3 separate regions of the Mus musculus genome follow, and regions 2 and 3 are each linked to region 1. The links are chromatin contacts, called in public HiChIP or PLAC-seq and Micro-C maps. All regions are on one chromosome and are shown on one strand. The core of a region is the stretch at or near the end of the contact, and the rest is flanking DNA. Distances in the headings are between cores, read along the strand shown. Region 1 holds the start of Chrm4 (cholinergic receptor, muscarinic 4). Region 2 overlaps Ambra1 (autophagy/beclin 1 regulator 1). Region 3 overlaps Ambra1 (autophagy/beclin 1 regulator 1).

Evidence for each region. A called contact is a pair of places that touch in the nucleus more often than the background predicts. HiChIP or PLAC-seq counts read pairs in DNA pulled down with a chosen protein or histone mark.
Region 2: a contact with region 1 is called in a Micro-C map of the G1E-ER4 cell line, with 2.6 times the contacts expected there. The contact joins the enhancer-like site here to the promoter of Chrm4 in region 1. A contact is called at or near these places in 7 of 39 promoter capture datasets (the 3T3-L1 cell line, HPC-7-derived erythroid cells, hematopoietic stem and progenitor cells and 3 more), 3 of 484 Hi-C or Micro-C datasets (CD4 T cells, the G1E-ER4 cell line and trophoblast stem cells), 7 of 115 datasets of contacts at active chromatin or transcription factors (CD8 T cells, differentiating embryonic stem cells, effector CD8 T cells and 3 more) and 3 of 9 other capture datasets (adipose tissue, liver and pancreatic islet).
Region 3: an H3K27ac HiChIP or PLAC-seq map of stem cell-derived anterior neural progenitor cells shows a contact between it and region 1, with 8 times the contacts expected there. The contact joins the enhancer-like site here to the promoter of Chrm4 in region 1. A contact is called at or near these places in 5 of 39 promoter capture datasets (the HPC-7 cell line, hippocampal neurons, liver and 2 more), 2 of 15 datasets of contacts at CTCF or cohesin (CD8 T cells and pro-B cells), 9 of 484 Hi-C or Micro-C datasets (the HL-1 cell line, cerebral cortex, embryonic heart and 5 more), 5 of 115 datasets of contacts at active chromatin or transcription factors (embryonic forebrain, embryonic stem cells, memory CD8 T cells and 1 more) and 3 of 9 other capture datasets (adipose tissue, liver and pancreatic islet).

Annotation. Positions count from the first base shown.
Region 1 is chr2:91,920,314-91,923,931 of GRCm38.p6, forward strand. It overlaps Chrm4 (cholinergic receptor, muscarinic 4), which reads left to right and starts at 1,876. Exons shown (of 2, transcript NM_007699.2): 1 at 1,876-2,030.
Region 2 is chr2:91,833,970-91,837,587 of GRCm38.p6, forward strand. The region is part of intron 11 of Ambra1 (autophagy/beclin 1 regulator 1); the gene reads left to right. Among named protein-coding and RNA genes, the nearest start is that of Chrm4, 86 kb to the right of the region's middle. Within about 2 kb of position 1,907, at least 64 of the 459 cell types and tissues checked have an H3K27ac peak or open chromatin away from gene starts, as enhancers often do. A contact at or near this core is called in CD8 T cells, the G1E-ER4 cell line, adipose tissue and 1 more, where this site is marked.
Region 3 is chr2:91,851,139-91,854,756 of GRCm38.p6, forward strand. All of the region lies in intron 11 of Ambra1 (autophagy/beclin 1 regulator 1), which reads left to right. Among named protein-coding and RNA genes, the nearest start is that of Chrm4, 69 kb to the right of the region's middle. Within about 2 kb of position 1,838, at least 17 of the 459 cell types and tissues checked have an H3K27ac peak or open chromatin away from gene starts, as enhancers often do. A contact at or near this core is called in hippocampal neurons, stem cell-derived anterior neural progenitor cells and stem cell-derived epiblast-like cells, where this site is marked.

The DNA.
Region 1 (3,618 bases), core at 626-3,125:
GTTTGTGATATAGTGGTCTAAAAGTGAGCATGCCTTAACTACCCGTTCTGATTGGTTAGTCATACCTTGTCTCCACACCAGTTCCTTAGGAAGTCCACATCCAGGGAGAGCCTCCTTAGTGGTAAGCCTTTGCAGGACCCCTTACACATTACAACCACATGGTGTCAGCAGGATAAAGACTGGTAGTCCCTTAAGAAAGCGTTCCAAGACCCAGTTAGAACAAAGAAAGCAGAGAGACTAAATTGGGTCCCCTAGTTCCAGCTCAGCTTTCCAGAGTTCACCCGTGAGCTCTGAGATGTAGGTGGGTGAGGTAAAGGCCCAGGCTTCACAGATTGCATTGGCTTTGCCCGTGGTTGGAGGCGTTTTTGTTTTCTGGACCCTCCTGTCCTTAACAAGTCTCCTCATTTGACGGCTTAACATTCTGCCCTCTCCCATACACACAACACTTTCACTCTCCCAAGAGCACCCTGCTCCTGGCCCCCAGGGAGGGGGATATGGTAAAGTGGAAGATGTCGGTAACAACTGAGCCTCTCCTCTCCTGTGAAGTGGGGGCAAGAACAATAGCACTTCCTTCATTTTTTCCTTCAGAGGATCATGGAAGACCAAAGCGCCCATGGGAGGGAAGATGGCTTCTCACACTAGCCTGCCCTCAACTTTGTCCAATGTTGACGTCCCTCTCTTCAGCATGGAGAAACCTGAACCAGGAGCCTTCTCTCACGGACTCTAGCTCAAGTCTCCACTCATTCATTCTCTGTTCCTAACTCCTCTGTCGTTACAAAGCTATCCCTACCACTACCACTGTCCCCAGGAGCCCCTACCAGCCCTTGCAGGAGAGTAGAGGAGAGCTGAGACTCAGGTGGTTTTTCCAAGAAGTCAGCCGGCTTAAAGTTAATTGGCTGTTGACACTCAAGAAGCTTTGTGGGTGACCGGTACTCAGGACCCCGGGCGCGAAGGGGTGCATTCAACCCTGGCTGGCGGGTGCTTGATCTGAGCAACTGGCCTTCGCACCAAGGACGTGTGGGGCTGTCCGAGGTGCTGAACCTGCCTACTTTGGGCCTTAGCCTAGTACTGTTGCGGGAGGTCTAGGAGACTGGACTTTCCTTCATGGCCTGTTCTGTCCCAGGTGACCTTGGGCACCTGGCTTCCCCACATAGGCAGCGATGAACTCATTCGCGGCTGGATAGGAGACTCGTGCCATCTTCAGTCTCACAGCTAATGCGCGTCCCTTCCCGGGCGTGGAGAGTGACAAGATCTTTAGCCAGGGTAGATGCTCGCCTGTCCAGTCTCACCTGCTCTTCCCCAGGCCCCGACGGCTGCAGTCTTTTGGCTGTCCAGCGGCTATCAGGCAGCGCTCTGTCCCGACAGAAGCACGTTGCTAGATCTGCCCCGCCGCACACCAGGGGCCTGTTGGGGCCAAACCCTCAAGACCAGGATTTAACCTCAGGCGGAACGACGAAGGGGCTACAAGCCGTGGAGAGGTTCGAAAACACTTCGGTGTCCAGAGTGCGTGGTTAGGGCGGAGGCGGGGCTCATAGCCAAGCTTGGCCGCCTGGTTCTTCCCCAGCCCGCGAGGGGGCGCCTAGTCCCCATGACAACGCGGACAGCCCCCACCCCACCCCCCGGAGGGCAGAGCCGGAGGCTAATCCTCCCTGGCGACTGTGGGCGGTGCCCTCGGTGCTGGAGTCCGGAGTTGCGGGCCATCTCCCGGGAAGGGTGTGAGCATCAAGGGTGCCTGACACTCCAGGTGGTGACCCCCGCGCGTCGCCGCTGGGTGACCGGCCCCGGGCGGGCGGTGCGTCCCCACCACGATTGGCTGCTTCCCTGTGACATCACGCGGCTCGGAGAAAAGTGCGAGCGTGAGCGCGAGTCGGAGCCACAGCGCCGGGAGCTGCAGGCGAAGCAGGGGCCGCCCCTTGGCACCCTGTCCCCGCCCCCGGCCCCCGGCCCAGTCGCCCACCCCACCGACTCGCAGGGCCTCTGGCTAGTTCCGCCGTCTGTCCGGCGCCAGCGGAGCAAGACAGAAGCAGCGGGTGAGTAACTCCGCGGAATCGCGGGGGCGGGGGGCTTCTATGCAAGATGAGGATGTAGGGTTCTGGGACCCCCTGAAGGTCTCCAGAGGTGGGTCGGGCTGGAACAGGGCCCCAGACCCCTTTGAAAGGCAAGCGCGGTGCGGAAGGGGCGGAGAGCTCAGAGATGGGGCACCCCTCTGGAAGAAGGACCCCAGGTCTCTAAAAGGTTTCTCTAGGTGAACCTCTAGGGATTGGTGATCATTGAGAAGGCTAGGGGAGGAATAGTCCCAGCCCACAGCCCAACCCCGAAGCAGAGCAGCCGTCGGGTCAGGACCCACACTCCCTCACTCCCTCCCGTTGGCTCTTCTTCAAGGCGCCGGAAGATGAAGCCCCAAAGCGCCCGTTTCCCGCCCGTCTCCCTGCCCTCCGTTCCCACCTTGGCCCACCGGGAGCCTCCAGTACGCTCTAGCCCGTTGGAGTCCTCTGTCCGCGACCTTGAGCCCCGACGGAAAACACCCCTGTTCTCTCCTGTTTCCCTTCCCCCTCTCCAGGAGTACCCTCTCTTTTACTCATCCGGGGAGATACATCTCCCAGCCCTCCACCCTCCCAGCTCTTAGAGGAAGTGTTAGGCACAATGATTTGGCCCAATATCCAGCACCCCTCTCTCTTCCCCTAAAGTACAGAGGCTTCTCTCCGCCTCAGGAACAGTCCTGGGGGCCATAGCTTTCCTGAAGTGATCACTTAATAATCGAAAATCTACCCCACGGGCGCCCAGAGCACCCTTTCCCGACTTGTCCCCAGCAGGGGTAGGGGCTCGAGAACCCGCGGAAGCACATTGCCCACGCCCAGAGACTACAGGAACTGCGTGCCTGGGGGTTGATGGGAGGGCGGGGCATCGGAGAACCTTGGCCCTTTCGACCAGGACCCAGACGTGATGGAGCCGGGAGATGGGCCCAAGGGTAAGCCCCGAGATTGTCTTTGAGATAGACCTGAGCCCACAGCTTGGGAACTCGGTGCCTATTTTGACTGACAGGACTAGACAGGGCCTCTCCAGGGGTTGCGGGTTGAAGAGTGAAGAACAATTTTACCCTCCTGACCCAGGCCTCGACTGGGCTCCCCGTTTGGAGGCTCTACCCCTGCCCTCAATGCGTAGGGCACATCAAACTGAGCTCGGTGACCCTCACGGCTCGACGACTATCGCAGAGGCTTCTCGACAGAAGTCAGCCCACTGCTGGGACTGCACGCTCTCCATTCTTGACGATGCAGTTAGGACCAGGTGCCTGGGGCCACTAAGATAATGGTTCCAAAGTCAGGGTTTCTTCGCAGCCCAAATTTTGCTCCTTTCTCAACCCTTTCCCCACCCACAGACCGGGCGCTTGCCGGTGGTTCCCGCCATGGGAACTGGTCATTCGCTGATAGTCCAGCATTTGCTCCCGCACACAAATTCGCGGTTACGGCCACCCAAGCTCTATGGCCAGACACGCACACACATGCACACGCACGTGTCCACATGGCGCTGGTATGCTCACACGTTCAAAGGCGCACCGGTATCCAGGCGTGGCGGGGCGCACACTGGCACATGCAAACAGCTACTAGTGTCTACTCGAGC
Region 2 (3,618 bases), core at 657-3,156, 86 kb before region 1:
AAAAAAAAAAAGATTTACAAAATAAAATAAAATTTGGCCTCTGTATAAATTAGTCTCCTCATTCATGCTGTTTTGCTCTCTCACTGAATTTTTTTTAATATATGTTAGGGGAAGGGTCTCACAGGGAGTAATGTACAGGCTGCCCTTAAACCCATTATGTAGCATAGGATTACCTTGAATTTATTATCATCCTGCCTCAACCCCTTTAGTACTGAGATTACAGGCATCTGCTTGCACACAGCTCTCTCACAGCTTCTGCATCCCTCAACATTGCTACTCTTCGTAGGTTTTTCAAGGGCTTTCTCTCCTTTGCAATTTTTGAAGAGTTATAAAAACTCAGGAGTTCAGATTCTAGGCTATCAATGTGTTGGTAAATAGAGAGCTTGACAGTTCAGTGTTTGCTCTTGTCTGTATCTGTGTTACCCAAGGGAGAAAGAGGGAAGAAGCCACAAAGTTTACACTTAAGAAGCACTTTTCTGTGCTACTGAAGTACCTATCTGTTCAGCTGTCTAATTATTTGTTGCTATGTAGCCAGGACAACAGAGAATCTAGTTAGGATCAACATTATCTAGGAATTTACCACAAATGCAGATGGAATGTACCCCAGATGCATCGAGCCAGGCACTTTGGTTTTAGGATTTAGGAATTTGTGTTTTAAAATGTCTTCCTGGTGCACTTTAAAATTTGAGAACCACTGTATAGAATAACTCATTAAGCCAGGGGCTCAGGCAGAGGCATAAAGGGTATATATGCTAGAAACTCACGAAGCATTTGTGCTGGAGAGAGAGTTCCTGATGGAGTGATTGATTAGGAATGGGGGAAAGTGAATTAGCTCTTAATCACTTCATGGACACAAAGCTGGCATATCAACTCTGTAAGCATTTATCAAGGTTTCTTTGTTAGATAGTTCAGGGTAAAGAATGTGGTAGTACCTGTGTGAGCAAGGTGCTGTGTCCATCTAAATACATAGTCTACCATCATAAATAGCTGCAAGAAAAGTAGATACTATGCTAAATGCTAAAGTAGCAGCAGAAACAGAAGCTGTGAGCTCAGAGGTCCTTAAAGCTTTTCCAAAGTAGAAACACTAGCTCATGTAGCTGTTATGCTGAAACAGCAAGTTCCTGTCAAGAGTGTTAGCATTTCAGTCCCAGGAGAAGTTGACCTTTTAAGCTTGTGGTGGTTTGAATGAGTAATGTCCCTTATAGGCTCAAGCCTTTGAACAGTACTTGGTTGGTGGTAGTGTTTGGGAGAGATATTGGAGGTGTGGTCATGCTGGAGGAAATATGCCCCACCTCCAGTCTCTCTGTTTTGTGTCAGAAGATGTGATCTCTTGGCTTCCTGTTCCAGACACCATGCCTGCCGCTTGTTGCCATGACTTCTCACCACTCTGCATTCTCCCTTTGAAACCATAAACTCTTTTTCTATTAAGTTGCTTGTGGTCATTTTAACCATTTGCTTCTGATGTTTTTTACCACAGCAACAGAATGGTAACTAAGACAACCTTTCTTTCAACTTTTAGTCTTTCTTCCTACTTGTCCTATTTGATCCTTTAAAAAAAAATCTGTATAAGACCCCACTGTTGATTTGTATTTTTAAGTTGTCATCTTCTGGGGCTTCTGTAGACATAATATAATCTAAAGATTTAAGACCCATGGTTGTCTTCTGTGCTGGCTAGTTGTGAGTCAGTTTGTCAAAAGCTAGAGTCATTTGGGAAGTGGGGAACTCAGTTGAGAAAATATCACTACCAGACTGGTGTATGGTCGTTCTTGAGAGGCATTTTCTTAACTCGTGATTGCTGTGGGAGGAACCAGCTCATTGTGGGCAGTGGTAGCCCTGGTCTGATGGTCTTGGATGCTATAACAAAGCATCTGAGCAGGCCATGATAAGCCAGTCAGTAAGAAGGGTTCCTTCCTCACCTCTGAGTTCTTGCCTCCATATATCTGCCCAGACTTCCTTTGGTGATGTGGAAGTGTAAGCAGACTAAACCCTTTCCGCCCTGAATTGCTTGTGGTCTGGTGTTTTATCACAGCAGTAGAAATCCTAAGACCTGTACTTAGAATTACTGTTCATTTTGATTGTGCTCACTGAGGACATCCTATATCCTGAAATGACCCACTCTAATTCCCAGAGTTCATTACTTCTCTGTTTATGATATTATATATGATTTGTTTATGATATGATATGCTTTGGCACATTTGCACCCCCTAGAATAATTAATCCAACGATCTTGAAATCTGCTCAGAGGATACAGAAGAGTAATAGCCAAATATGAGGTCAAATGGAGGCAGGTATAATATTCATTTCTTTGTTTTCTTTTTTAAGATTAAACTTTCTTTGGGAGCAGAAATCTATTCTAAACTCAGGAAAAACTTGAAACAGCTCTCTTTGCTGTCTTGATTTCTCCATCAGTTTTTACTTGTTGAAAATACATGCTAAAAGGTAACAATACACATAGACACTCCATTATGTCTTTTTTTAAAAGATTTATTTATTATTATATCTAAGTACACTGTAGCTGTCTTCAGACACCCCAGAAGAGGGCATCACATCTCATTACTGGTGGTTGTAAGCCACAATGTGGTTGCTGGGATTTGAACTCAGGACTTTCGGAAGAACAGTCAATACTCTTAACTGCTGAGCCATCTCGCCAGCCCCTCTCCTTCATGTCTTAAAAATGATCGGTGGTGGTGGTGGTGGTGGTGGTGGTGATGGTGGTGGTGGTGATGGTGGTGGTGGTGGTGGTGGTGGTGGTGGTGGTGGTGGTGATGGTGGTGGTGGTGGTGGTGGTGGTGGTGGTGGTGGTGGTGGTGGTGGTGGTGATGGTGGTGGTGGTGATGGTGGTGGTGGTGGTGGTGATGGTGGTGGTGGTGGTGGTGGTGGTGGTGGTGGTGATGATGGTGGTGGTGGTGGTGATGGTGGTGGTGGTGGTGGTGGTGGTGGTGATGATGATGTAGATGATGTAGTATGTGATGTACCACAGCATACCTGTAGAGGTTAGATGAACAGACTTGTAGAATTGGTTCTCTTCTTCTGTCTTTTTCTGGGGATCAAACTCATGCCACATGACTTGAATACCAAGTGCCTTTATCTGCTGAACCATTTCATTAGTCCTCTACCACTTTTTTTTAGAACCTTAGGCTCAAGTTACAATTTTTCTTTTTCATGGCCCCAGAAGCCTTATTTTATTCCAAGCTGGGTAGAAATGCCATGGAAGCTGACAGACAGCACCTCTCACTCTCTATACAGAAGTAAAGACAACCTGTGGGTGTTTTTTTCCTTTAAGACTTGCTGATCCACAAGGTCAGGTCTTTCCTGGGTCCCTGTGGCCTCAACTGGAATAGCCAACATAAATATTTTGGTAAAAGTCTAATGTAGAAAGAGATATGTGTAGGTGACTGACTAATGACTTTTTTGGACATTGGGGGTGTTTCTTTTGGTTCCCTCTTGTCACTTTAGTGCTGACTTGTTATATCCTATAACCACATCTTCCCAATCTGTAACAACCTTCTCCTTTTTAAAAGTAGAATTTTTATTTTATTTTTTTGCCAGGCACACACCTTTAATTCCGGCAGTCAGGAGGCTAAAACAGGTGTATCTCTGTGAGTTTGAGGCAAGTGT
Region 3 (3,618 bases), core at 588-3,087, 69 kb before region 1:
GCTGTCCAAAAAAAAAAATGCTCTGTTTTGTGATCACTAATTCTTGATTCTAGGCATATTTCAAGACTTTGTACTTTTGTTTAGATTCCAGATCTCTATCTTTGTCAGCCATAGTAAGGTTGAAGGCCAAGCCTTCATTTCTTTGCTGATGACACTGTTGGTTGGCTCAGTGTTCCAATCTTTTTGATAGAACATAACATATGCAATTTCTATCTTGCAAAATAGATATTTAAATATTAAGTATGCATTTCAGATATATTTATTATTTCAAAGAAACAACTACAACATCACTGCTACTGAGAATTATGAATGTTCTTCCTTTATCCTTTTACCTTTATCCTTTTACCTTGCGGCATAATCCTCTGCTGGAAAGGACTGGGAGAATGGGGAGGGAGTCAGCAAACACCCCACTCCCACTGTTTTCCCTTGCACTCTGTAAGCACCTACTTGGTTTTATAGAGAGGTGTCATTTGTGATGTATCTTTGATTCCTGAGCTGGAACCCCAGGACCTTGGGCATTGGAGACAAGGGCTAGAGGGAATGTCGATTTGTGTGTGAATGACCATATTTTTATTTTATTCAAGTATGGTAGGAACCACAAGTAAAGAGTTTTTTCCTATTAAAAAGTTAAGTTAGTTACAGCTTCCAAGAGAAGGGTCCCAAGGGGAGGAAGAAGGGTGCCATGTAGCGTATAACACAAGGCTGTCTTGGAAATTACAAGGAGGCAAGGGGAAAGCATAGGTTATCAAAGGGAAGAGTGAGTGAGGTAGAGTAGGTGGGCTGCGTAAAGCTTAGGACTCTGAACTATAGGAGGGGTTGCTAGTTGTCCATACCTTGCCCTGAATGAAAACTGTCTACTGGCTGGTTTGTATATTAAAGACATGTCTCTTGATATTAGCCCTGGGAGAACTAGTTCTTTGTCTGTAAGACCTGAAGATGTCAACGCCTCATAAAATACAGAAAAATTTAAGAACACAACTAATACATTATCATCACAAACACATGCATATAGTGCATTTGCTTCTGAGTAATTTATTTTGACCTTCTGAAGTCTGTTTGTAGACGAACACCTTACAACCTAATTTGGGCAGGGCGGTGTGGTGGTGTACGCCTTTAATCCCAGCACTTGGGAGGCAGAAGCAGGTGGATTTCTGAGTTCGAGCACAGAAAAAAAAAAAAAAAAAACTGTCTGGAATCTGGAAACAAACAAACAAAAACAGACCCCCCCCCCAAAAAAAAAAAAAAACCTAACTTAGATCCTGGGAACTTAATGTCTTTGGATGTTAATTAAGTTTATCTCTTAAAGGGGGGGGGGGGGTTTCCCAGTTAATTACCTGTTAAGTGAAAAGAGTGTAGTAGCAACTAACTGCTCAACTTCATGGTAAAGCTTTTCTTTCCACTTCCTTGTGAGGAGTTTGTATTTTGTGCCAAGAAGCTAAGCCTGCATTCCTAATTGCTGCATCCAGTCTGTGCTCGCAGGGCCTCCTGATGACATTTTAAATACATGGAAATTTTTGAATGCATGAAAACATCTAGTACTGATTCTCTGCTGCTTTTGCTCTGGCACCTGCTCTTCTCTTCTTGGAGTTGATCCCATTGCCTAATTCTGTACATTGTTTCCAAACCTTTCATTAACCATTGTTGGAAATTTTGCTTTTTAACCTCAGCATCCCTGCTTATCAGAAACAGAGCTCTCTCTGATGAGTAGGCATCTCCTAGAATGAAAAGCTCCCCATCTTTTCTTTTCTGACTTTTCAGAGCATGAAATGACAGTGCTAATCCTGTTGGCCTTCAGGCAGAAGCCACTGGTGAAGCTAACAAAAGAGGAGGCCTGCTCTCAGCATGGATCCTCCGCAGGCCATAGGAGGGAACTTTCACATTTTACCAACTTGCAGCAGGATATCTCCCACCCCAGCTTTGTTTTGGCTGCAGACATGAAAGAAGTTAATTCTTGGAATGTTTCCCCTATATGAAACCATCAATTTCTCTCCTTTCTCTTCCTTCCCTCCCACCCCCCTGCTGTCCTTCTTTCCAATAAGGTCTTACTTGCTGGAAAGTGATCTAGGCTGCAGCCTAGGCTGGCCTTGAATTGGGAGCAATCCTGCCTCAACCCTTTCAGTGCTGGGATTGCAAGCATGTACCCTCACGCTAGCTTCTCTTTCTTCCCCTTCACTTTGTCCATCCGTCTGTCCATCCGTCCATCTGTCTGTGTCTGTCTATTTTTGAGTGTAAAGAATCAATAAATAAAAACAATCCATTATGTATTGAAAGTATGGAATAATGCTTCCAAAGAGAAGATGGTGTCAAGTAGAAAGACTAGAAAAGGGGGCTTGAGGGTCCTTAAACAGGAGCTAAGAGGCACAGAGTTTTACTGGGCATTACAAGGGGAGGAGGGGTAGAGGGTAGAGTATCCATAGTAGGATTAGTGTGAAAAAAATATATATGGATATTTACATTTAATACATTAATGAATTTATTAAAACATTTAATAAGCATGAGTATCAGGAAAACAGGTTACAGAGAGATTGTTGAGGACACTGAGTAGCAGACAAGAAGTCTGCCTCGTTTCAAACAGTAGAGAGCCTTTGAAGTTTTTTGAGTAAATGAGTCAAAATTCTCCTTTAAAAATAATCAGTCGCCGGGCAGTGGTGGCGCACGCCTTTAATCCCAGCACTTGGGAAGCAGAGGCAGGTGGATTTCTGAGTTCGAGGCCAGCCTGGTCTACTGAGTGAGTTCCAGGGTAGCCGGGGCTACACAGAGAATCCCGGTCTCGAAAAACAAAAAACAAACAAAAACAAAAAGAAAGAAAAGAAAAAAGAAAAAAATCAGTCTTGGGGCTGGAGAGAGTTAAGAGTACTTCCTTCGTTCAAAGAACCCAGGTTCAGTTCCCTGCACCTACGTTGTGATTCACAACCAAAGAATCCAAAACCCCCTTTGGTCCTCTCTGAATACCCGTCCTCATATGTGTTCCACATACATATATACACAGGAAAAAATTTCATTCATTCATGTAAAATTAAGTAAATTACTCTAAAAAATAATAAAATAAGTCAGTCTTGCAGTTGGGTACCAGTGGCTCATGTTTATAACTATAACATGTATGGGTCAGAGGCGGGAGGACTATTCCAAGTTTGAGGATAGCTTGGTCTGTGTTGTAATTTTCAGGCCATCCAAGGCTACAGAGTGAATACCCTGTCTTTAGATTACATAATATAATAAAAATATAAATAATCTACCTGACTTGTAATAGAGTGAGGAGAGTACAGAGGAATAGGTAATTTTTAAAAGGAAGAGCCCATAATTTATAGAATTAATTATAAGACTCCTTTGTGGTGTTCTAAGGGAAGTTTGCCTATTTCCAGCTTTCTTTGTGGTGACTAACAATGGATGTGACCTTGAAAAAGCAGATGCTATCCCACCATGATCCACAGGATTCCTGACTTGATAGCGGATCATGTTTCCTAGTGGCACACGTAAACAGCTCTGGTAGGAAAAAAAAGGCACCAAAAATACATCGTCTCCCTTTGCCTTCTTTTGTAAAAATCTCTTTTGAAAGCTAGAAATTTGCCACCAGTCTTTCTTCAACATTTATCTAACCTGACATTTAAAATAAGCCTT